Linked DNA regions of Mus musculus: all the other regions are linked to region 1. Evidence: chromatin contacts called from public Hi-C, promoter capture Hi-C and targeted proximity ligation data. All regions are on one chromosome and are shown on one strand. The core of a region is the stretch at or near the end of the contact, and the rest is flanking DNA. Distances in the headings are between cores, read along the strand shown. Region 1 holds the start of Cyp26a1 (cytochrome P450, family 26, subfamily a, polypeptide 1). Region 2 holds the start of Cpeb3 (cytoplasmic polyadenylation element binding protein 3). Region 3 holds the start of 4931408D14Rik (RIKEN cDNA 4931408D14 gene). Region 4 holds the start of Rbp4 (retinol binding protein 4, plasma). Region 5 holds the start of Ffar4 (free fatty acid receptor 4). Region 6 overlaps Myof (myoferlin). Region 7 holds the start of Hhex (hematopoietically expressed homeobox).

Evidence for each region. Promoter capture Hi-C pulls out the DNA fragments that hold promoters and counts their contacts. A called contact is a pair of places that touch in the nucleus more often than the background predicts.
Region 2: a contact with region 1 is called in a targeted proximity ligation map of pancreatic cancer cells. A contact is called at or near these places in 1 of 39 promoter capture datasets (liver) and 1 of 130 datasets of targeted methods (pancreatic cancer cells).
Region 3: a Hi-C map of liver shows a contact between it and region 1, with 3 times the contacts expected there. A contact is called at or near these places in 1 of 39 promoter capture datasets (liver), 1 of 484 Hi-C or Micro-C datasets (liver) and 1 of 130 datasets of targeted methods (pancreatic cancer cells).
Region 4: a promoter capture Hi-C map of embryonic stem cells shows a contact between it and region 1, with 22 read pairs. A contact is called at or near these places in 8 of 39 promoter capture datasets (the SN4741 cell line, embryonic stem cells, hippocampal neurons and 1 more), 5 of 484 Hi-C or Micro-C datasets (embryonic stem cells and liver) and 7 of 130 datasets of targeted methods (bone marrow-derived macrophages and embryonic stem cells).
Region 5: a contact with region 1 is called in a targeted proximity ligation map of embryonic stem cells, with 7 times the contacts expected there. A contact is called at or near these places in 3 of 39 promoter capture datasets (all in embryonic stem cells), 10 of 484 Hi-C or Micro-C datasets (all in embryonic stem cells), 9 of 130 datasets of targeted methods (embryonic stem cells, pancreatic cancer cells and stem cell-derived neural progenitor cells) and 1 of 9 other capture datasets (embryonic stem cells).
Region 6: a targeted proximity ligation map of pancreatic cancer cells shows a contact between it and region 1. A contact is called at or near these places in 13 of 39 promoter capture datasets (the HPC-7 cell line, HPC-7-derived erythroid cells, cranial neural crest and 10 more), 5 of 484 Hi-C or Micro-C datasets (embryonic stem cells, myeloid progenitors and pre-hematopoietic stem cells), 8 of 130 datasets of targeted methods (differentiating embryonic stem cells, embryonic stem cells, extraembryonic endoderm stem cells and 2 more) and 1 of 9 other capture datasets (liver).
Region 7: a Hi-C map of liver shows a contact between it and region 1, with 2.8 times the contacts expected there. A contact is called at or near these places in 5 of 39 promoter capture datasets (cranial neural crest, embryonic stem cells, hippocampal neurons and 2 more), 12 of 484 Hi-C or Micro-C datasets (cranial neural crest, embryonic stem cells, liver and 2 more), 2 of 130 datasets of targeted methods (astrocytes and embryonic stem cells) and 1 of 9 other capture datasets (liver).

Annotation. Positions count from the first base shown.
Region 1 is chr19:37,696,357-37,699,192 of GRCm38.p6, forward strand. It overlaps Cyp26a1 (cytochrome P450, family 26, subfamily a, polypeptide 1), which reads left to right and starts at 1,452. Exons shown (of 7, transcript NM_007811.2): 1 at 1,452-1,742; 2 at 1,935-2,159; 3 at 2,425-2,715; 4 at 2,795-2,836. The coding sequence starts at 1,554. It overlaps Gm32342 (a long non-coding RNA gene), which reads right to left and starts at 1,190. Exons shown (of 3, transcript XR_003952929.1): 1 at 804-1,190; 2 at 372-507.
Region 2 is chr19:37,206,067-37,208,902 of GRCm38.p6, forward strand. It overlaps Cpeb3 (cytoplasmic polyadenylation element binding protein 3), which reads right to left and starts at 1,405. Exons shown (of 11, transcript NM_001290827.1): 1 at 1,229-1,405. It overlaps Marchf5 (membrane associated ring-CH-type finger 5), which reads left to right and starts at 1,479. Exons shown (of 6, transcript NM_027314.3): 1 at 1,479-1,838. The coding sequence starts at 1,804.
Region 3 is chr19:37,262,687-37,265,522 of GRCm38.p6, forward strand. It overlaps 4931408D14Rik (RIKEN cDNA 4931408D14 gene), which reads right to left and starts at 1,409. Exons shown (of 3, transcript NR_040299.1): 1 at 1,168-1,409; 2 at 911-1,049.
Region 4 is chr19:38,123,390-38,126,225 of GRCm38.p6, forward strand. Rbp4 (retinol binding protein 4, plasma) reads right to left here and starts at 1,422. Exons shown (of 6, transcript NM_011255.3): 1 at 1,369-1,422; 2 at 1,130-1,258; 3 at 907-1,043; 4 at 640-746. The coding sequence starts at 1,240. It overlaps Gm32440 (a long non-coding RNA gene), which reads right to left. Exons shown (of 4, transcript XR_877843.2): 4 at 2,365-2,836.
Region 5 is chr19:38,095,731-38,098,566 of GRCm38.p6, forward strand. It overlaps Ffar4 (free fatty acid receptor 4), which reads left to right and starts at 1,349. Exons shown (of 3, transcript NM_181748.2): 1 at 1,349-1,963. The coding sequence starts at 1,397.
Region 6 is chr19:38,023,989-38,026,824 of GRCm38.p6, forward strand. It overlaps Myof (myoferlin), which reads right to left. Exons shown (of 54, transcript NM_001302140.1): 2 at 354-409. Among named protein-coding and RNA genes, the nearest start is that of Gm52396, 9.7 kb to the left of the region's middle.
Region 7 is chr19:37,433,428-37,436,263 of GRCm38.p6, forward strand. It overlaps Hhex (hematopoietically expressed homeobox), which reads left to right and starts at 1,414. Exons shown (of 4, transcript NM_008245.3): 1 at 1,414-1,806. The coding sequence starts at 1,443.

The sequences.
Region 1 (2,836 bases), core at 202-2,701:
ATCCCCAATGGACTCTTCCCAAGGGCTGCGGGTGTGTTTTCGCTAGAGCCCATGTTCAGTTCTAAACAAACACACGTCATTCTGTTAGTTTTCCGCGCCACTGGTGCATTCAGTGCCCAAATCAAGGCAATGTGTGGTGCTGACTGGCCAAAGCTTTGTGGCGGGAGGACATGAGAAGCCTTGTGTGTGTGTGTGTGTGTGTGTGTGTGCGCGCGCGCGCGCGCGCGCACACGCACCACGCAGTTCCCCTGTGCCCGTTAGTTATTGACTGAAGGAGCTGACGATTGAAGTTTCACAGTCAACCCCCAGTGGATTCCCATAACGTTCCCAATGGCCTGTGCCAGAAGCATAGGTCCAAACAACCCTCTTACCAGGCTCCGTGGCTTTACAGTGGATGGGATCTGGGAGAGTAGAGGGAAGGTTCTAGAACCCTGAAACCAGACCACTCTATTAGCGAACTCACAGCTGCCTTGTGGTGTAGACGAAGTGGAAACGATCAACTTTGTCCTAAGAGAAACAGACAGCCTGGTGACTCACCCAAGATACAGGCGAGCCAAGGTGGAAAGGGGGGTTTCCTCCCTGTATTCCTCCCCATATCTGCCTGGACTGGGGGCCCTCTTCCCGGCCGCTTGGCTGAGGTTGCAAGCCCCAGGGCTATAGGAATTGGGCCGGCTTGGCGGTATTACTACAGTGGAGGTTGACTTTGGAGCCTCTGGTCTCCTTAGTACCCCACCAGGGCTTAGAGAAGGGAGTCAGGCATGTGCAAGGCTGCACCTGGGGGTCCCAGAGACCTGGAGGCTTACTTGCTTTGAACTCGAAAGCAGGATTTTCCAAGTCTTCATGCGCTGGCTCGCCTGTGGGGCCCTGGAAAGCTAGCGTCCACGATCCGCCAGTCATACTTGACCTCCGAGACCGGCTAGGACCCTCGCCCTGGGATCTTCTTGGGATCCTCCCAGATCAGGAAGCGTTTGGAATCTCATTTACTCAACCGGTGGGTCAAGTCCATTGAACGATGATTCTTGAACGCGCTTTCCAAGCCAATGGAAAAGAGCCCACGAGGCGCCTGTGAATGGTGAGCTGGGAAGGCTTCGGGCTCGGGCAGCTGGTTCGACCCGGCTCGAGGGACAGCAGAGAGACAGCTAGGAAACCCAGGACTCCAAATTCCCACTTCTTGGAACCCCGATCCACAACCCACTCCCCCCGCCCCCTCCCCCGCCCGAAGCCGCACCGTGGTAACTCGGAGCTCTGCACACCTAGGACAAGGAAAGAGGTGTTCCTAGTCCCGCACCCCCAGGAGGCGCGCTCAGAGGGAAGCCGCCAGTGCGCCGCCTCTGCCTCGGCGCGGAACAAACGGTTAAAGATTTTTTTGGGCAGCGCCTCGAGGGGGGAGGAGCCAGGGGCCCGATCCGCAATTAAAGATGAACTTTGGGTGAACTAATTTGTCTGACCAAGGTAACGTGGGCAGTAACCTGGGCGGCCTTATAAAGAGGGCGCGCGGCGGGGTTCGGAGCTAGGGCGGCGGCGGCAGGTGGCGCGGGAGGCTGAAGCGTGCCATGGGGCTCCCGGCGCTGCTGGCCAGTGCGCTCTGCACCTTCGTGCTGCCGCTGCTGCTCTTCCTGGCGGCGCTCAAGCTCTGGGACCTGTACTGTGTGAGCAGCCGCGATCGCAGCTGCGCCCTCCCCTTGCCCCCCGGTACCATGGGCTTCCCATTCTTTGGGGAAACATTGCAGATGGTGCTTCAGGTAAGGGAGCTCGGGAAGGGACCTGACGCTTCCCCCGGAGTCCGCCTCAGCTCTGGGCCTGGGCTGAAGGTGGGATAAGTGTCCTCGCGAGGGAGGCGACCACGGCTTGGAAGAGGGGCTAGACGGAGACCAGATGCTCCCCGGCGCCCCCTCATGCGGGTTGCGGGTCTCTCTCCTCCACCTCCCTCTCAGCGGAGGAAGTTTCTGCAGATGAAGCGCAGGAAATACGGCTTCATCTACAAGACGCATCTGTTTGGGCGGCCCACGGTGCGGGTGATGGGCGCGGATAATGTGCGGCGCATCTTGCTGGGAGAGCACCGGTTGGTGTCGGTGCACTGGCCCGCGTCGGTGCGCACCATCCTGGGCGCTGGCTGCCTCTCCAACCTGCACGATTCCTCGCACAAGCAGCGAAAGAAGGTGAGGGTGAGCTGGCAACTCCTTGGCTGGCAGGGAGACCTCATCCTATGGCTTGGTTCAGGCAAATAGATGCGGGGCGAGGGCTAGTCCTATGTGGTGGGGACCAGGACCCTCTCTATCTGAGATCCACTTTAGCTTTTCTGCTAGCACGTGGGTTAGTCCTGGGGGGACTGAAATTCTTGAAAGGGTACTCGGAAAGGCGAAGGGGGGGGGGCTGAGGGAAAGTAGAGGATTGTAACACTCTCTGCTCCTGGGGGGTGCTCAGGTGATTATGCAGGCCTTCAGCCGCGAGGCACTCCAGTGCTACGTGCCCGTGATCGCTGAGGAAGTCAGCAGTTGTCTGGAGCAGTGGCTAAGCTGCGGCGAGCGCGGCCTCCTGGTCTACCCCGAGGTGAAGCGCCTCATGTTCCGCATCGCCATGCGCATCCTGCTGGGCTGCGAGCCGGGTCCAGCGGGCGGCGGGGAGGACGAGCAGCAGCTCGTGGAGGCTTTCGAGGAGATGACCCGCAATCTCTTCTCTCTTCCCATTGACGTGCCCTTTAGCGGCCTGTACCGGGTAAGGGCGGTTTGCGGAGTCGGAGTAGGGGAACGCAAGCTCGGGCATCCGCTCACCGCCACGCTCTCTCCGCGCTCAGGGCGTGAAGGCGCGGAACCTTATACACGCGCGCATCGAGGAG
Region 2 (2,836 bases), core at 155-2,654, 490 kb before region 1:
AGGATCTCCAAGTCCAGTCATCCCTGTGTTGCAGATACATAGTCCTTGCCAAGGAAAAACTCAAACAAACAAAAGTAGCTTTGATGGTTACTGTTGTGGGATAGGGTCTCTCTCTGTAACCCGAACTGATTTTGAATTTGTGAAGACCCTCCCAGATCTGCTGGCCATGCCTATGCAGCTTTTTGTTTGTCCTTTTGAGACAGAGTCAAACTAATTAGAGTTAGAGGTTGACCTTGAACTCCTAATCCTTCTGCCTCCTCCTCTCCTGTGCTGGGGTTACGGGATTGGACGCCTACCATATCCTTGATTAATTGATTGATTGATTATTTATTTATTTATTTATTTAGCCTAGGCTACTCTGGAATTCATTATACAGACCAGGTAATCCTTCTGTCTCAGTCTTCCAAGTCTGGAATTATAGGCCTGAGAAACCACTCCAGGCTCAAATTTAAAGAAACATTTTCATTTAAAGAAATAGCAAACGTTTTGTAGAAGTTTAAAAAAAAAAAACAAAAAACCAAAAAACCGTAGGCACAACCAACGGAAAACTAGCAAAACATCCCACCAATCACAGCGCTAAACAATGCCACAGGTCGTCCAAATTACGCATCGGTTTAAGTCAACAACAGCTCGTTTCCCCCCTCCAAAGCTATCCCTTCCGGCGTCAGAGAAGACAGAGGCGTGATTTGTCACTTCTTCCCTTTTTGATCCCTCGGCCGGGATCCACCTGCTTAGAAGTGTCAAGGAGCCTTAGGAATGGTTAACGGTGACCAGCTGCGGAAAGAAACAAACACTCCTGACAACCCACAGCTGAGCAAGCAAGGGCTGTTTATTCAGCAGCGTGTCCCCTTTGGAGGCTGCCCGCAAGCCCTCGAAGGCTGGGCGACAGCACCAGAACCGAGAAGGTTCCTGGACAGGCAAAGTGGTTGCTCGCGTCCCACCCCCCATGCTCTCCTATGTCCCCAACACACACACAGAGGCGCCGGTGCGAACAGTCGGGTTACCCACACGCCCCTCCAGAGCAGCCCCGCACTAAGCCACTTGTCCCTCCCCGAAGATGGGCTCTGACGCGGCCGAGGCTGACCCGAGCGCCCGGCCTCGCGCCGCCGCGGCCCGGCGTACTTGACCCGGCCCAGAAACTGGCCCTCCACGCCGCCACCCCTCACCTGGCTCTGTCCCACCTGAGCGCGAGAGCTGAGGGGACAAGACGCGGAGAAGGGGCGCTGACCTTGTTGCTACTGACAGCGGAGCGCCACATGCTGCCGCTTCCCGGACAGCGGCCCGAAGGACATTTTTTTTTCCCCCTGGAGGAAGGAAACGGGAGGGCGCCGGCCCGGCGGCGGCGGGCACGGCGGCGGGGGTCCCGGCGGGCTGTGCAGCCTCTAGCGGGGACGGTCCGAGGACTACATCTCCCAGGCTGCTCCGAGCCGCCCCTGCGTCGTGACCCCGGCGCGCACGGAGGCGGCGACTCTTACCTCACAGAGGTAGCTCCTCCGCCGGCAGCAGCTCGGCGCCCCGGCGGTCCATGGACCGGAACCCTGGGCGGACCGGCAGGAACCCGGGCCGCGACCGCCGCCTCCCGGCCCCAGGCTCCTCCTCCTCACTCCCCGCCGCCCTCTGCGGTCGCCCGCCGGCCGCGCAGCGCCACCGCGGGCCTCTGGGAGCCACGCCGGGAGGCTGTGTGGCGGGTCCGCGGCCGCCGCGGGACTGAGGCCTACTCCGCCGCCTCTCAGTGCTATTGTCCCGGGGCCTGGCCCTGAGCGGGGCTGCGGGCGAGGGCCGAGCTCGCCGGCTCCGCGGAAGATGCCGGACCAAGCCCTTCAACAGATGCTGGACAGGTAGGAGCAACGTGGGGCCGGGAACTGCCGGCCTTCGTCCTGGGCCTGCCCATGCTGGCCTCGAGGCCCCGAGAGCGGGGATCCTGGCGTCCGCCGAGAGTTCCACGGCCCGGAGGCCGGGAAAAGGGCTCTGAGTTTGGAGGTGGCACTGGGGAGAAGAGCGGGCGAGAGGTCAGGGTCGTAGACTTTGAAACTTAGTTAAAGGAGGGAGGTCTACTTTGGCCGCCAGCCTGTTTGGGTTTTTTTTTTTTGGTTGTTGTTTTGTTTTGTTTTTTGAGGTGAAGAGGCGCTATTGTTAACCCATAGTATTAGTTTCTATTTCTCCCCCTCCTCCCCGGACAATGTAGTAAAGGGGTTGACAGCGACGCCACTGGGAAGTACCCGATTGTCATTCTGGAGACTGGTCCCTTGCACTTTCACAATGCAAGGATAGGCATTCCTTCTTTTAAAGCCTGGGTTTCGTTTCTCTTTCCAACTCCCCCACCACCCTCCCCCAATCCCATCCCTACCCCCAAACCGTAAGGTCAGAATATCCACAAGGGAGCCTTAACGGTCGGTCACACTAGAGTAGAGGTTATGGAAAACAGCCACAAGCATGCAACATTGAACACGTAGCACACTTGACGATCGCTAAGTTCCCAGACACGTTTGGGCTTGTACTGGGACCAGTTGCCCATTCCTGGGGTCTCCAGCCACTAAAACTCTTTGAGAAAGTCTACAGCACTGCCCTCTGCCGTTTAAATTCCAGCCAGTGAGTTTTTGGAAACTAAATTAAATCCACCTTTTCACCAAGGCAGCTGCTTGCTGTTCTGACCAATTGGTCGATCTAATTCATAATGTTTGAGGTTGCTTGCAACTCTAAATAGACTAACTGGCCACCCACTTCAGCAGGTGATGCTCTCAATGCACTTAAGATTCAGCTTTGAAACTTATTAAATGAAGGCCCTCTCTTGATTGAGGTTATAGCCATTAACTACTGGGGCTGGGAGGTGGGCATC
Region 3 (2,836 bases), core at 159-2,658, 430 kb before region 1:
CAGCAAACACGAGAAAACCCAAATGAGTAGGCAGGCCTTGTGCCTCATCCTGTAATCCTATCACTGGGGAAGCTGAGGCAGGAGGATCACCTTGAATTCAAAACCAGTCTGGACTACATAGCAAGCTACTGCAGAGAAAGGTTAGAGACATGACTTAGGCTTAAGAAAACACACACTCTCTCACATACACATGTACACACATACACATACACATTCATTCATACAATATACTCATTCATATATATATATATATATATATATATATATATATATATATATATACACGCACATAGTTAAATATACACACTCACAATACACATAACACATTCATACACACTAACTCATATGTGTATATGTATAGTTACATATGCATACTCTCACATATTCATAACACAGTATACATTCATACTCATACATATATACACACTCATACACAAGCATTTACTCATATACTCACTCATATACACATACTCTTTTTTTATACACACATACACAATACACACTCATATACACAATTTAAATAATAAATATATTTATGAAATTGAAAGAGAGAGGTTAAGTCAGCAAGGTGTACCTGCAATTTTTTCCCCTGCTGAGTACTTAAAAGCTCTGAACAGCAGAATGGGGAGGGAGTCAGTCAGTCAATTGAGAATTCATGTCTGATCCCTAGCACACACACAAATCAGGCCTGGTAGCACACACTTGTAACCCCAGTGCGGGCAAGGCAAAGGCAGGACAGTCCCTAGGCTTTGGTGGCCAGCCAGCCTATCCTTCTTTGTGAGCACCGTTTCAAGAGCAAGATAGATAGCTCCTGGAAAATAATATCCAAGGACGACTTCTGCCGCCCTCCCTCGCCCCCCCCCAGCCCCCCCCCCCCACACACACACTGAAGGGATGAACAAGGACTCACTGCAAATAAGATTTACAGTGATACAGGTTACAATGCTCACTGCACGGGCAGACCATTGGAGATTTACTCTCCCAAGTGACGACTCAGCAAAGCTCTGGACTTCAGGGCCTCAGTCACCCCTGCAGGCAGCAAGGCTGTTCTGAAAAGAAGAGAATCCATAAGTGCCTAGGCGCCTAGCCACGCCCCATTCCCACAAACCCTTGTCTGCTCAGCATCCTGGATGGTAGCAGGTAATTTCGGTGTGGCTTTCAGGCTACCTTTACTGTTTCTGATTTCTTGTAGAAGTCCACATTGCAATTCCTTTCTGGGTGGCGGTTTGGTAACGTATCAGAATCCTTAACCGTGGTTGTTAGGCGCGAGGACCCACAGCTTCGTGGCTGTCCTGGGCTTCTCTGACCTCAGCTCCAGCTTCGAGGGACTCCGGGCTGACCCAGAGTTTGCCAGAGCTGCAGGAGGTGTTGGATCACTCAGAGAAGATGTTTGTGCAAAGCGAAAGTCTACTGAAAACTGCTCAACAAGGCACTGGACGCTATGGTCAAAGTGCACACGGTATTGCCAAACATCAAGAGTTTTGAAGAAGAGCCAACAACAGTTTTGAGCAATTTGGGTGAAGGAGGGCGTTCTTTCTGACTGGACATGTGACCCTTGCCCCTAGTTCCGGGCTGCTGTTCTGTGGATCCAACTCTTGTTTGTAAATCAGCCTCAGAGGCTGAAGATGTCTGTCTGCCTCCCAGAGGATGGGCGACTTCAGGGATAGGACTCAAAGAGAGCAAGCTCCGAGCTTCCAGGCACAGAGCCAGCTGGTGCAAGGAAAACGACCAGGGGCAAAAAGGAGCACCACACAAAACAAACGCAGTCTATTGTCCAAAAAGACCTACAGTCATTAATATGATCAAGCTGAACAGCAGGGAGTCAAAATAGCCAAGGGAACAGAAAACCATTTAACAAAAACACAAAAAAGGCTCAATCCATTAGCGCTCAATACTCCAGCAACGCACCAGACAGTAATCGACCTATCAGAGAGAAAATGCACAAAGCCAAGTGGAACCTAGCCAGTCCTAGCCGGTGCCGTTAGTCATCTGGATCTGTTGACATTTGAAGAACACTCATCCGACAAGTATGGGTGAACATCACTCTCAAATTCAGATAAAATATTCGCTGAGGTTACATTCCAGACTGAAAACCACACTTAAACAAGCTTAAAAACAAAAGCCCTAGAAAATAGGCGTCGGCATCTGGCATGATAACACTCACCTCTCATCCCAGCACTCAGGACTGTGAGCTAGAAGCTTGGCCTCTAGCAAGCCACTATCTGGAAGCAAACAAATGCATGATCTTGGAGTTGAGTGAAATTAAACTAAGAATAGTGGAAACATTGCCGGGAAACCTCTAAATATTTGACAAATGCACGCTATATTTCTAAACTGGTGACACATGCTGTTAGACCCAAATACTTGCCAGCAGAGGTAGGAGGATTTTTTTTTTTTTTGAGTCCACAAAGTCCAAGGTCATACTAGACTAGGCTTACCATCTTAGAATTGCAAAAAACAAAAGGCACATCACCACCCAAAACAAACCAAAATGAATTTATTTCTAAATGTCACATAGGTCAAAGATGTCTCAAGAGAAACCTGAATATTTTTTTTTTAAGATTTATTTATTTATTATATGTAAGTACACTGTAGCTGTCTTCAGACACTCCAGAAGAGGGCGTCAGATCTTGTTACAGATGGCTGTGAGCCACCATGTGGTTGCTGGGATTTGAACTCTGGACCTTCGGAAGAACAGTTGGGTGCTCTTACCCACTGAGCCATCTCACCAGCCCGAAACCTGAATATTTTAAACTGAATGAAAATATAATGTATTCAAATGTGTGTGTGATACAACAAAAACAGAGTTGGGGTGGGGCAGATCTGCAACACTGAA
Region 4 (2,836 bases), core at 172-2,671, 430 kb after region 1:
ATTGCCTTAGGGCTGAGATTAGTTCCTTCTTTCTGAGATCTCACAATACTTCTTCCCACCCTAAATTATTCCTTAGTTATCAAGTAGCTTTCGGATCTATAATTTAAGTGAAATGGGCTGGGGGAGTCAAAGAACATGTCAATTGTGTGTCCTGAGAAGAATCCCAAACTTTAGGGAACTTTGTTGGGAGTTCTCAAAATCCTGCCTTGCATATGAGTATTTAAGGAAAGGAGACTATTGCTTCCAGAACACTGCCTGGCTGGGAGTCCACCGGGAGGGGCCTGGGCTGTGACCCAGCTCAGACACATAGTTCCCTCCTCTTGGATATCGGTCTCTAGCTCTGCCGATGTTCCAGATTGTCCTACTGTCTCAGAGATTCCACTCCAAGAGACAGAGTGGAGTGGTAATGTGTGAGACAGCGTGAAGTAAGTCACAGTGGATGATCAGGGAAATGGTACCCGATAAGCCCAAAGGCCCTTCCGAACTTGGATTAGGTATTTTAGGCTGAGAATCCAGTCGCTTCTAATCCCACATCCCCTAAATTCAGACAGGGCTGAGGGTTCTGCCTCTCGAAGCCCTTCCCAACGGTGCCGCTGAACAGAAACGCAGTGATTTGGCCATGTATGCCCCACTACTCACTTCCTCGCTGGAGAAAGGAGGCTACACCCCAGTACTTCATCTTGAACTTGGCAGGATCTTCAGTGTCTGTGAAAGTGCCCACCATGTCTGCACACACTTCCCAGTTGCTGCAAAAGCCAAGAGAATCCTGAGCCAAGCCAGGAAAGGGCTTCTACCTCATCCAAGGTACTCTTTTCCCATCCCAGTGAGGGTTGGGCTCCCAGGGAGCCAAAGGCAAGGTGGGAGGCACTTTGGAACGCCGCACACAGCCCACCAGAGGCCACTGACCTCAGAAGACGGACTCGTCCCTTGGCTGTGGCGCTCATATGACCCTTCTCGTCCACAGAAAACTCAGCGATGATGTTGTCTTGCAAAAAGAGACCCTCGGGGTCCTTTTTGGCGATGGCATACCAGAGCCCAGAGAACTGAGAAAGAGATGAGAGAGCTAGGGACTGGAGTCTGGGCTCCACCTCTGACCCGCAGGAATCGGGGAACCCGGGCTGATACCTACACGAGCCTTGTCGAAGTTCTCCTTGACTCGGAAGCTGCTCACCCTGCAGTCGCGCTCGGCGCTGCCGCCTCCCAGAGCCGCCAGCAGCACGAGCGCCCACACCCACTCCATCTCACCCCGGAGTCTGCCCTGCGGGACAGGCGCAGGGTAAACGCGGGGCCGGAGGACCGAGGCCGCCCGTCGCCCCCTCCCGCCCCACCCCGCCCTGCAGGTCCCCGGGGGAGCGCGCGGCGGCTCACCAGCAGGAGCCGCGTGCAAGCCTGGCCGCCGCGTTCGCGCGCGCGTGGAGCGACGGAGCCGAGCGGCCGTCGGTCCTTTATAGCTCCGGGGGGAGGGGGTCGCGCTTTCGTAACCGCGCGGGGTGAAAGACCGCGGGGAGGTGCCGGGGGCGGGAGGGGGGGGGGCGGCCGAGCTTGCATAACGCTCCCTGACTCACTCCTGAACGCACGCGGGGCCCCTCCGTCAGCCTTGCCGTCCCACGTCGCCTATGCTCCGAGCTCCGCTCAGGGTGGTCTCGGTGGAGCCAAACTCTCCAGCCCAGAGGATCCATCGGGGCCAAGAGCTGGCCCGGGGACCCAGCGGCAGCCAGCTGCAGTCTTGGGTGGCCTCCAGGTCCTGTTGCCCTGGCTGGAGGCCTACGTGGCCATGGTGTGGTGATGGTGGCCTCACTGAGCGAAAAGGGACCTATGATGTAGCCTGGAACATTAGCGTCCAGGCCCTGGCTTTCCCAAGTGGCCCCTGCTTCTACTGAGGAGCTGTTGTGAGAAGCTTTTTGGCATATTTTGGCTGTTTTTTTTTCCCCCTTTGAGAAAGGGCATATTTTACTCTTTGATGAGTTGTGGTGCTGTTTGGGTCAATATTTATTCTTTCATTTCATCATCTTTAGAAGGACTAAACCGCTCCCTGTTAAATATTCTCTAGAAACGCAACCTGGTCAGGACAGGAAATATTTTCTCAGCGCCAATGGCCGAGTGGTTGATCGTCCACTTCTCTTGCCACACTCCCCTGAAACCACACTGAAAAACATAATTGCCAAGTGTTTACCATGCATTTTTATTTCTAAGCCATATTAGGATTTATTTATTTCCAGAACAGCGAGGAAAACTGGCTCAGGAAGAGAAAAAGGAGAGGGAAAGAATTCCATAACCTTAATGGTAGTAGCCAAAAAAAGCTGTTGAAGGGTTGATTTTTTTTTTTTTTTTTTTTTTTTTTTTTTTTTTTTTTTTTTTTTTTTGCCTATGGCACGATATAACTCTACATTTCCCTCTGTATTTGGAGTTTGCGATCTGTCAAACTGAACCTAGCAGTTAAAAGGAGGAAGATTTCGACCAAATGAGATTTAGTGGGAAAAAAAAAAATTTTTTTTGACGAGAAAGTATTTGTGTCTCCATTGCCCAAAGTCTGAGCATATGAGAGTACATTGACCACTCTGCCATAGCTATATAAGAGGAGATGGGGAAAGGAGGAGAGACAGAGACGCCACAGAAAGAACTAAGTTGCCATTTCTTTCAACAAGCACCTTAGCCATGCCTGGCAACCTTGCAGAGATACCTGCGGCCTCCTTCAGCTTCCTGTGAGCTTTTGGACATTCACCTGCCTGGTTCTCTCTCCACCCCTGCACCCATTGTGCTCCTTGTAGTCTCTGTGGCACCAGAGACCATGTTTTATTTCCATAGGACTCTACAACTAGGGAAGAGTGTTTCTGGC
Region 5 (2,836 bases), core at 99-2,598, 400 kb after region 1:
AGCTAGTATCTCTTGACCCCAATCAGACAGTTCCCAAAGTCCCATCTCTGAGGCCCCTTCGTTTCACTCTTTTTTTTTTTTTTCTTTTTCTTTTTTTGGCTTTTCCAGCAGTGCCCAGCCCCCACTGGTTCCACTTTCCAACTTGAAGCTACCCAAACCTCCAGCTGTGCCTCTCTCCCACTGACATAGGATCTGCACATCATGTTAGAAGTCACAGCATGTACTTGGAGTCACATGCGGGTGATAAGCAGAGGCGCACATGCATGCGCTTCCAGGCACCACCGTCAACTTCAACGGGCACATGCTGTTCTTCATAAATACCTGGAGACAAACCACCAGGCAGAATAGGCAGGAGGAGAGGCCTGGGGGTGTGGCAAAGGGAGAGGGCATGAGGTCTTAGGTGGTTGGAGTACTTAGAGAAGTGGTCTTTAGATCTCAGTCCCCAAACACACTTTTAACTGACTAGTTATCTCATTTTCTAGAAAAGGAAACCAGAAGCAATGGTGGGTGGTTTAATGGCAAGAAGGAAGTCTAGGGGTCCAGGAACGTCTATTAGTCACCAAAGGCCACCTTAGCAAAGTCATTCTCGCAGAGGCTCAGGTTTCTTCTCTAACAGAATCAGAAGGTCAAGTGCTCTCACCCTGGGAGCCTGAGGCACTTTCAAAGCTTGACTGTGCACCTGACCTCTCTCCCTCCCCTCATCCTCCCTCTCACCCCTCCCTGCACTTCCGTGCTGAGTATCAAACCCAGGGCCTCCCTCACACTAGGTGTATGCTCTACACAAAGAACCAAATTCTCAGGCAAAGTAATTCTTCCTATTTTGCAAACGCAAACAAACAAACTGGTATATAAGGAGATTAACTCACCCCCAAATCAGATAAACACTGGCCCATTACAAGTTGTTTTGGGATCAACCTCCTACCTATGGGATTTCTTTAGAGCAGTCTGAACTACACTGGTCCGCACCATTTCCCAAGTTCAACTCTGACACTCTTCGATCAGGGTTAGCTTAAGTAGGATTTCAGTAATCAGTGTCCATGAAAGATGAAGAAGGCGGCCTCGGGGGCGGGGGGGGGGGGGGGGGCGGGGCAGGGACAGGGAGGCGGAGATTCTTTAATTTTCTGGCTTAAGAGCACTTAGACTGCCCAAGGGTCTGAGGTCTCTGCCTTGGTGGCCACCTTCCCACCCACGGTGTTCAGGCCAGTGTTGCCAGGCACTTCCTCGTTCCGGTGCGCCCTGGACGCAGCTCCTACGCCCAGAGCCTGGGCAACTCGGGCGGGAGGGTGACAGAGGGGAGGTGTCGCAACCTCCTCCCTCCCTCTTTCCCCGCCTTGGCATTCAGTTACCTCGCAGATGAGCGCTCTCTCAGACAGCGGCGGGCGGCCGGGCGCCCGGCATGTCCCCTGAGTGTGCACAGACGACGGGCCCTGGCCCCTCGCACACCCTGGACCAAGTCAATCGCACCCACTTCCCTTTCTTCTCGGATGTCAAGGGCGACCACCGGTTGGTGTTGAGCGTCGTGGAGACCACCGTTCTGGGGCTCATCTTTGTCGTCTCACTGCTGGGCAACGTGTGTGCTCTAGTGCTGGTGGCGCGCCGTCGGCGCCGTGGGGCGACAGCCAGCCTGGTGCTCAACCTCTTCTGCGCGGATTTGCTCTTCACCAGCGCCATCCCTCTAGTGCTCGTCGTGCGCTGGACTGAGGCCTGGCTGTTGGGGCCCGTCGTCTGCCACCTGCTCTTCTACGTGATGACAATGAGCGGCAGCGTCACGATCCTCACACTGGCCGCGGTCAGCCTGGAGCGCATGGTGTGCATCGTGCGCCTCCGGCGCGGCTTGAGCGGCCCGGGGCGGCGGACTCAGGCGGCACTGCTGGCTTTCATATGGGGTTACTCGGCGCTCGCCGCGCTGCCCCTCTGCATCTTGTTCCGCGTGGTCCCGCAGCGCCTTCCCGGCGGGGACCAGGTGAGCGCTGGCTGCGTGCAACGCAACAAGTATCCAGGCGGGCTGCTGGTGGGAGGCAAGGATCTGACCAAAGCCGTGGGCCGGGGGTGGGGGTGGGGGATAGTGACTAGTAACAATAATAGGTCGTGGGTGGAATTGTATCCTTTTTGGCAGACCCAGTGCCCAATACTCTGGAGTTTAATTTCGTCAGTTTACCCACAGTGCCAAGTGGGTAAGTAAATCCTCACAAGTGTTAAGGGGGCCTTCCCGGACTTTTTGCAAACTGCAGAGACTATTATGAGGCTAATTAAGCAATGGGAGCTTACAGCCAGGTGGGACACAGGGTGCGAGGTGGCTTCTCACAGAGTTTCTGCTTTCTCTCCAAATGTCACGCTACTGTTATTATCGCATCTATTTAACAGACAAAGAAGCTGGGGCACCCAGCATCTTCCTTATTGCTGGGCTCCTGCTTAGAAGAGCAGTCTCAAGGAGAAATCCTACAGTAGTGGGATGTCCCCTGGGGGAAAGGTTCCTGTTCCCGCATATACTCTGACCAGAAATGCTGGTTATGTGAACCCCACTCACCCCCCTCCTCAGCCCCCAAACCTCCGAACACAGAGGAGGGCTTCCAGGGTTGGCAGTGTCCACAGACCAATCGCTTTTTTTTTTTTTTTTAATTGAGGGCAAGGGTGGATGAAGGCTACACCCTGACAAACGGTATCTTAAAAAAAAAAAAATCAACCCCCCCAACTCACAGAGGGGAGTGTTTGTTTGGTACTGACTTTGAATGACTAATAAGCAGAAACCAATCAGGCCTGTGACTCTTCATTAAAGAACACATAACCATGTGACCATGTGTACCTGGTGGGTACAGGTGATGCAGGGTTAACTGAG
Region 6 (2,836 bases), core at 228-2,727, 330 kb after region 1:
GTGTGTGTGTGTGTGTGTGTGTGTGTGGTGTGTGTGTGTGTGTGTGTGTGTATGTGTGTGTGTGTGTGTGTGTGTGTGTGTGTGTGTGTGTGTGTGGTGTGTGTGTGTGTGTGTGTGTGTGTGGTGTGTGGTGTGGGTGTGTGTGTGGGTGTGGTGTGGGTGTGTGTGTGGGTGTGGTGTGGGTGTGGGTGTGGTGTGTGTGTGTGTGTTTATGGGGGGAGGGGTCAGTGTAAAGAAGCTACATGATTTCCCTTCAGTAGAATATTACACAGCCATGAAAATACTTTTGAGTTGAATGATATGAGTGCATGCTCGTCTATAATTGTAAGAAGAAACAGTATCGATAAAATCACCTCATTCCAGACAGGGTTGAGTTCATTATCAACTTTCTTTGTTTTCTTTTTCTCATCTGCAAATAAAAAAAGAAAAGCAAGAGATTCAATCAACTAGAAGTCACTAAAGATCTTGTACCATCCATTTGATTCCCCTAAAAGCCGTTTCTCAGAGCCTCCTATGCCACTCATTTACCCCTTTGTCTGCCAGCTGCGGGGGACACCTGAGTCAGGTTTACAAAGGGAATACCATTTGGGTTCTCAAAACATTTCCTCCACCTCGAGATCTACAAGGGATAAGAATCCACCATCATGGTCGTGCTGTTCAGTTCCCCTCTCTCTCCCACAGGCTTCCAACTGGCATCTCTATCTTGCTGCTGAAAGAATTCAAGGGGACTGACCTTTGAGAGTCTGGGGTAGCCATTTTACAGATGTGTACACTGAGGGTACAACATGGGCAAATCGCTCACACGTGGCCTGATGGAAACCTGAGATTTCGACTCTGAAGCCCTCTTTGCTCCAAAGTTGGTAAGACAACACCACAGCTTAGCAGCTAAGCTGGGCTCCCTCTCAAAGCCTCATCCACACCCTCATCCAGAGAGGAGTTCTGCTAGCACCAGTGGAGAACGTGGGGGTTCCCTGCACTCCTGGACCATCTTGTGAGACCTAAGGTCTTTTTTCTCTGTGTCTGAGCCTGGACAGTCCATCTACCTAGAGGAGAAGATAGATGAGTGCAGCCAGTGCCCATGGCTTTCCTTCAGGTCCCTGTCCCTATCCTCCAATGGATACCAAAATAAGAGCTTGCCTCTGACGACTGTATGCATTGAAAGCACCACCTCATCCCTCGTCAGCAGTGTAATTTTTATTATTACTATTGTCACCTCCCCTTTACAGCCAAGGTGAATGGGGTTAAACGACGTAGTCAAAATCACCCAGTCAATGAGTGGAGGGGCTCCGGTGACAGTGCAGGCAGGGGCACATTGGCAGCCACACTTTGAGCCATGCCTGACCACTGCTCTGCTGCTGAGGAATGTGGGAGGTGGTGGGTTTTGTTCAACTGCTTGCCACATCTCTTCTTCTCCCAGAACACAGTCTGCTTGGGGGAGGACGGGGGGGGGGGGGGGGGGGGAGGAGAGACGGACGACTAACTACCTCATTCTTCCAAGACCTCAGCATAGCAACACTGTGAGTCATGACCCTCACTCTGCTAAGCATTAACTTTTCCACTGGAGTGGGCATCACATGATCCAGCTGGCTTTCTTTTGTAAGCTTCCCTCCTAGGGGAAGAGAAATAATGGGAGAAGTAACCGGCCGGCTCAGGCTAAGCCACCTCATAGCCATGGTCTTCTAAGGGAGATCTTTCACAAACTTTATGAATGCCTTCAATCCTCCACATAACAAATATTTTTAAAACTACCACGTGCCAGGCATGACACGTGAGAGAGCTGAACACTGAGAGAGATACATGATCACTTGCCTGTAAGAGCTCTTGGTCCTCAAGTGGTCTAGTGAGGGTGTGTCAAGAGGTACTTAACTAGAAAAGGGTGATTTTAGTTGCCATTGGAGGAATACAGAACATGCAAATTCGGGGGGAGGGGAAGAAAGGTGATGTCAAGTTTGGGTACTGGAAAAGACCTCACAGAGGAAGAAGAGGCAAAGTCAAGGTTGATTGACAAGGTGGAATTGAAGGACTGCTCTCTTGAAGAAGTGGCAAGGCCAGCTAGGGGGTGGGCATCAGTCACAGCACAGTTGCCTGGAGGCAAAGGGCCAAGAAAGGAGGTAAAAACTGTGTGGGACGGCTATGGCTAGACATGATGCAAAGCCTTGGATTCCACGCTAACCTTCATCTGGCTGGTACAAGCCAATGAAGGAACTAAGGTGTTAGAAGCCAGCCTGAAAGACTTTTCAGAAGTTAGTAATCTGCCAAGGAAAACCAAGCTACCCCAAAACATCGAACGTATGCTGCTGAGCACGTGACCAGGGCAGATGCTGAGAACAAAGGATGCCTGTGAAGCAGAACAGAAGGCCGGTGGCTGACCACAGCCCAGGTGGAGGCATTCACCTGGAACTTCAGTAGATTCCAGGCTGCTCACATGACACACATGCTGAAGGCGTCACCTTGGGGTGGGAGACAGGCTCCGTGAGAGCCAGGCATCGCTGGGCTTTTATTGTGTCCTTTCATGAACTCTATCCAAGATCACAGAGCTAGGAAGACGCCCTCTAGCCAGGCATAGTCTGATTCAAAGACCTTATATGTAACCCAGGCCCTCTCCTAACTTCCCAGCAAACCAGGAAAAAGGAAAGAATGAGCGCCAGCTCCTCCCCTTCTGGAGAAACTCAGCTGATCTCTTCCAAGGCGGAGGTTCTGATTTGTATCAAAAGGTAAATACATTGTATTTTACCAAAATCCTACTCTCAAACATAAACACATCAGTCCAAAAAAAAAAAAGAAAGAAAAAGAAGAAAAATATTTTCTTATCAGTAGCCACAGGCAAATATTTATT
Region 7 (2,836 bases), core at 164-2,663, 260 kb before region 1:
AGTCCCAAACGGGACAGGTGAGAAAAGCCCAGGGCAATAAACTGACAGACTCAACTCAAGTGCTCTTCTGACTTGGAGTCACTCACACCCTAGGCTCCTTGACACCTACCTATCTTTCAAACATTATTTCCTTTGGGAAGACTTTTCCTTTTTCAAAGTGACTCTCTCCTTTACCCGAAAGGAGGGGCTGGAGCTCCTTAAGGTTTCGACCCTTACACACGATTTCTCCCTAGTAGATGTGACTGTGTTCGTTTCCTGCTTCCACCAGGGCAGAGACTGCCTCTCTCGTTTGCTAATGACACACAGTAGTTGCTCAAGAAAATAAGGTGTGAAGTGAAACTCGGACCCAGGTCCTCTGGCTATTTCGCCTTCAGTCCCACTGCAGCTGAAGATTAATTCCAAAGGATAAAACTAAATATCTCAGTTGAAAAAAAAAAGCCAGGGAGTTTTTCTACTAATAGAAGTCCTTAGCAGAAACTGCCCAACTCAAGGTGTGGTCACCCCAGGAGGGCGTCAATCAAGAAAATGCCCCTTTGCCCCAGAGGCGAGTGAAGCCGCACAGAGCTGAGGCCACACTGAGCAGCGCACCACGGCTTTGAATAGAAAACACGTGTAAAACCTCAGAGGCCGGCTAAGCGCAGCTGTGTCCTTCAGGGCCTGGGGACAGAGGTCCAGGAGCACCTCCCACCCCCATTGGATCGAAGAACACTGCATAGCCTCTGTCCTGCGCCATACGATTAAGGTTCTATCTTGATACCGGTCTGGAGCAGATTCCGTTAGCATCCAGGGAGGTGGCCGAGCTAGGGGGTCCTCAAATAGGTCTGGAACACCTGCAGCCTCGCTGTCAGTACCCGTCTGGGACTAGGACGCAGCCAACGGCTTGGGTCTTCTCCTTGGAGCGCCGAGCTGCGGAGGTCCCCCGTTCTAGACAGTGCCACCGTTACCCCAAGAAGCGCAGCCTTCTGGCCGCCCGAAGGTGCCATCCTGCCGGCGGCCTCCTGGCCCGCAGAGTCCCATCGCTTCTCCAGGTTCCAGAGGCTGCCCGAGTTTCAGCAGTGGCGCCATCCCGTCAGGATCCGCGCCCCGCGGCGCACGTCTTGTGACCTCCTCTTCGACGGTCGCAGTCGCTCGCTAGGTGCCTGGAACCTCTGGGGGCGCCTGCGGCGCAGGAACACCCTGGCGGAGGGTCCCCGGAGCCCCACAGCCCGTGCGTCTCGGGGGCGGGAGCTGGGCCGGTGGGGGCGGATCGGCGCGGGGGTTAGTGGGGGGCGGAGGCGAATCTGAAGCCAGCGCCATTGGCCGCAGGGCCTGGCGGCAGGAAGGGGACCGAGCGCGGCCCCACCCCGCGGCTGCCCGAGCCTATCGCCTGGAGCGCAGAGCGCAAATAAATGTAGCGCGGCGCCGCCGGCCGGCAGCTCTCTGCGAGGGGCTGCGGAGCGGCCATGCAGTTCCCGCACCCGGGGCCCGCGGCTGCGCCCGCCGTGGGAGTCCCGCTGTATGCGCCCACGCCGCTGCTGCAGCCCGCTCACCCGACGCCCTTCTACATCGACGACATCTTGGGTCGCGGGCCCGCCGCCCCCACGCCCACTCCCACGCTGCCGTCCCCCAACTCCTCCTTCACCAGCCTCGTGTCCTCCTACCGGACCCCGGTGTACGAGCCCACGCCGGTCCACCCCGCCTTCTCGCACCACCCGGCCGCCGCGCTGGCCGCCGCCTACGGCCCCAGTGGCTTCGGAGGCCCTCTGTACCCGTTCCCGCGGACGGTGAACGACTACACGCACGCCCTACTCCGCCACGACCCCCTGGGTAAGGCGGCCGGGGCCGAGTGAGGGCGTCCGTGAGGAAGGCGCTCCCGGCGGGTGGCAGCGCGCGGGAGGCGGCAGGGGCGGACGGACGGGAAGCGCAGTGGAAAAGTTGCGGCGAGCTCTCGGAGCGAGCGGCTCGCGGGTGCATGCGGGGCCCCGGTACTGGGAAGCTCGGCGACTCAGATTGCTTTTCCTGCACCTTGCAGACGTCGGGGCAAGCGTAGTCGGGAGAGACCTGGGGCTCCCGGGGAGGTGGAGGAGGGCGGCCCTGGCCACGCGTGTCGCCCCGGGGTGGGTGGGGGACTCCCTTAGCGAGCGGCCCGGAGAAGAGGACGTCGGGGCGCCCTGAGCCTGGCCCCTGCAGGGCAGGGAGAGCTGCCTGCCCGGGCGGTTCCTGGGCTGGGCTTGGTTCAACAAGCTTGTGCAGTGAAGGAGCCTGACCCTTTCCGTTCATACAGGAAATCTTGAGTTCTCGATAGGAGTAAATCTGGTTTCTGAAGCTGTTAAGTGTTTTCCTGGCTGCATGAAGCAGACCCTTCCCCCGGAGTAGTGCACGCTGCTGATTATTTTATCGACATCCTCAATACAGACAAATTCAGGAAACACTCGACGTCTGATAGCCAGGATCCGTTTTTCTGATATTGTTCATTTCCTCTGTGTGGGATGTGACTTTATGGCAGCTAAAATAACCAGTTGCTTCCTCTCTGCCTCTCCCGCCACCCCCCACCCCCATCTTTGGAGGCTGTTTTGCACCAAGTCTGAAGCCTGACGCAAGCAAAATCTCGGGGGGAAAAAAAAACAATGCCAACTTTCAAAATGTTTAGGTGTAGGTCTGTGGACATAGGGACGGACGGACGGACAGACGCACCACCATCAATTTGGAGAAGGAAAGTGCAGACCCCGAACAAATACTAAGGGCTACACGTTGGCAATTTGGGATTTTCGAGGCTTGTCCTCACAACATTCCTAAGAATAAATACGCGATGGTGACCGGGTTCAGGGCCTCAGCCTCTGAACCAGTGGGGTCTAGA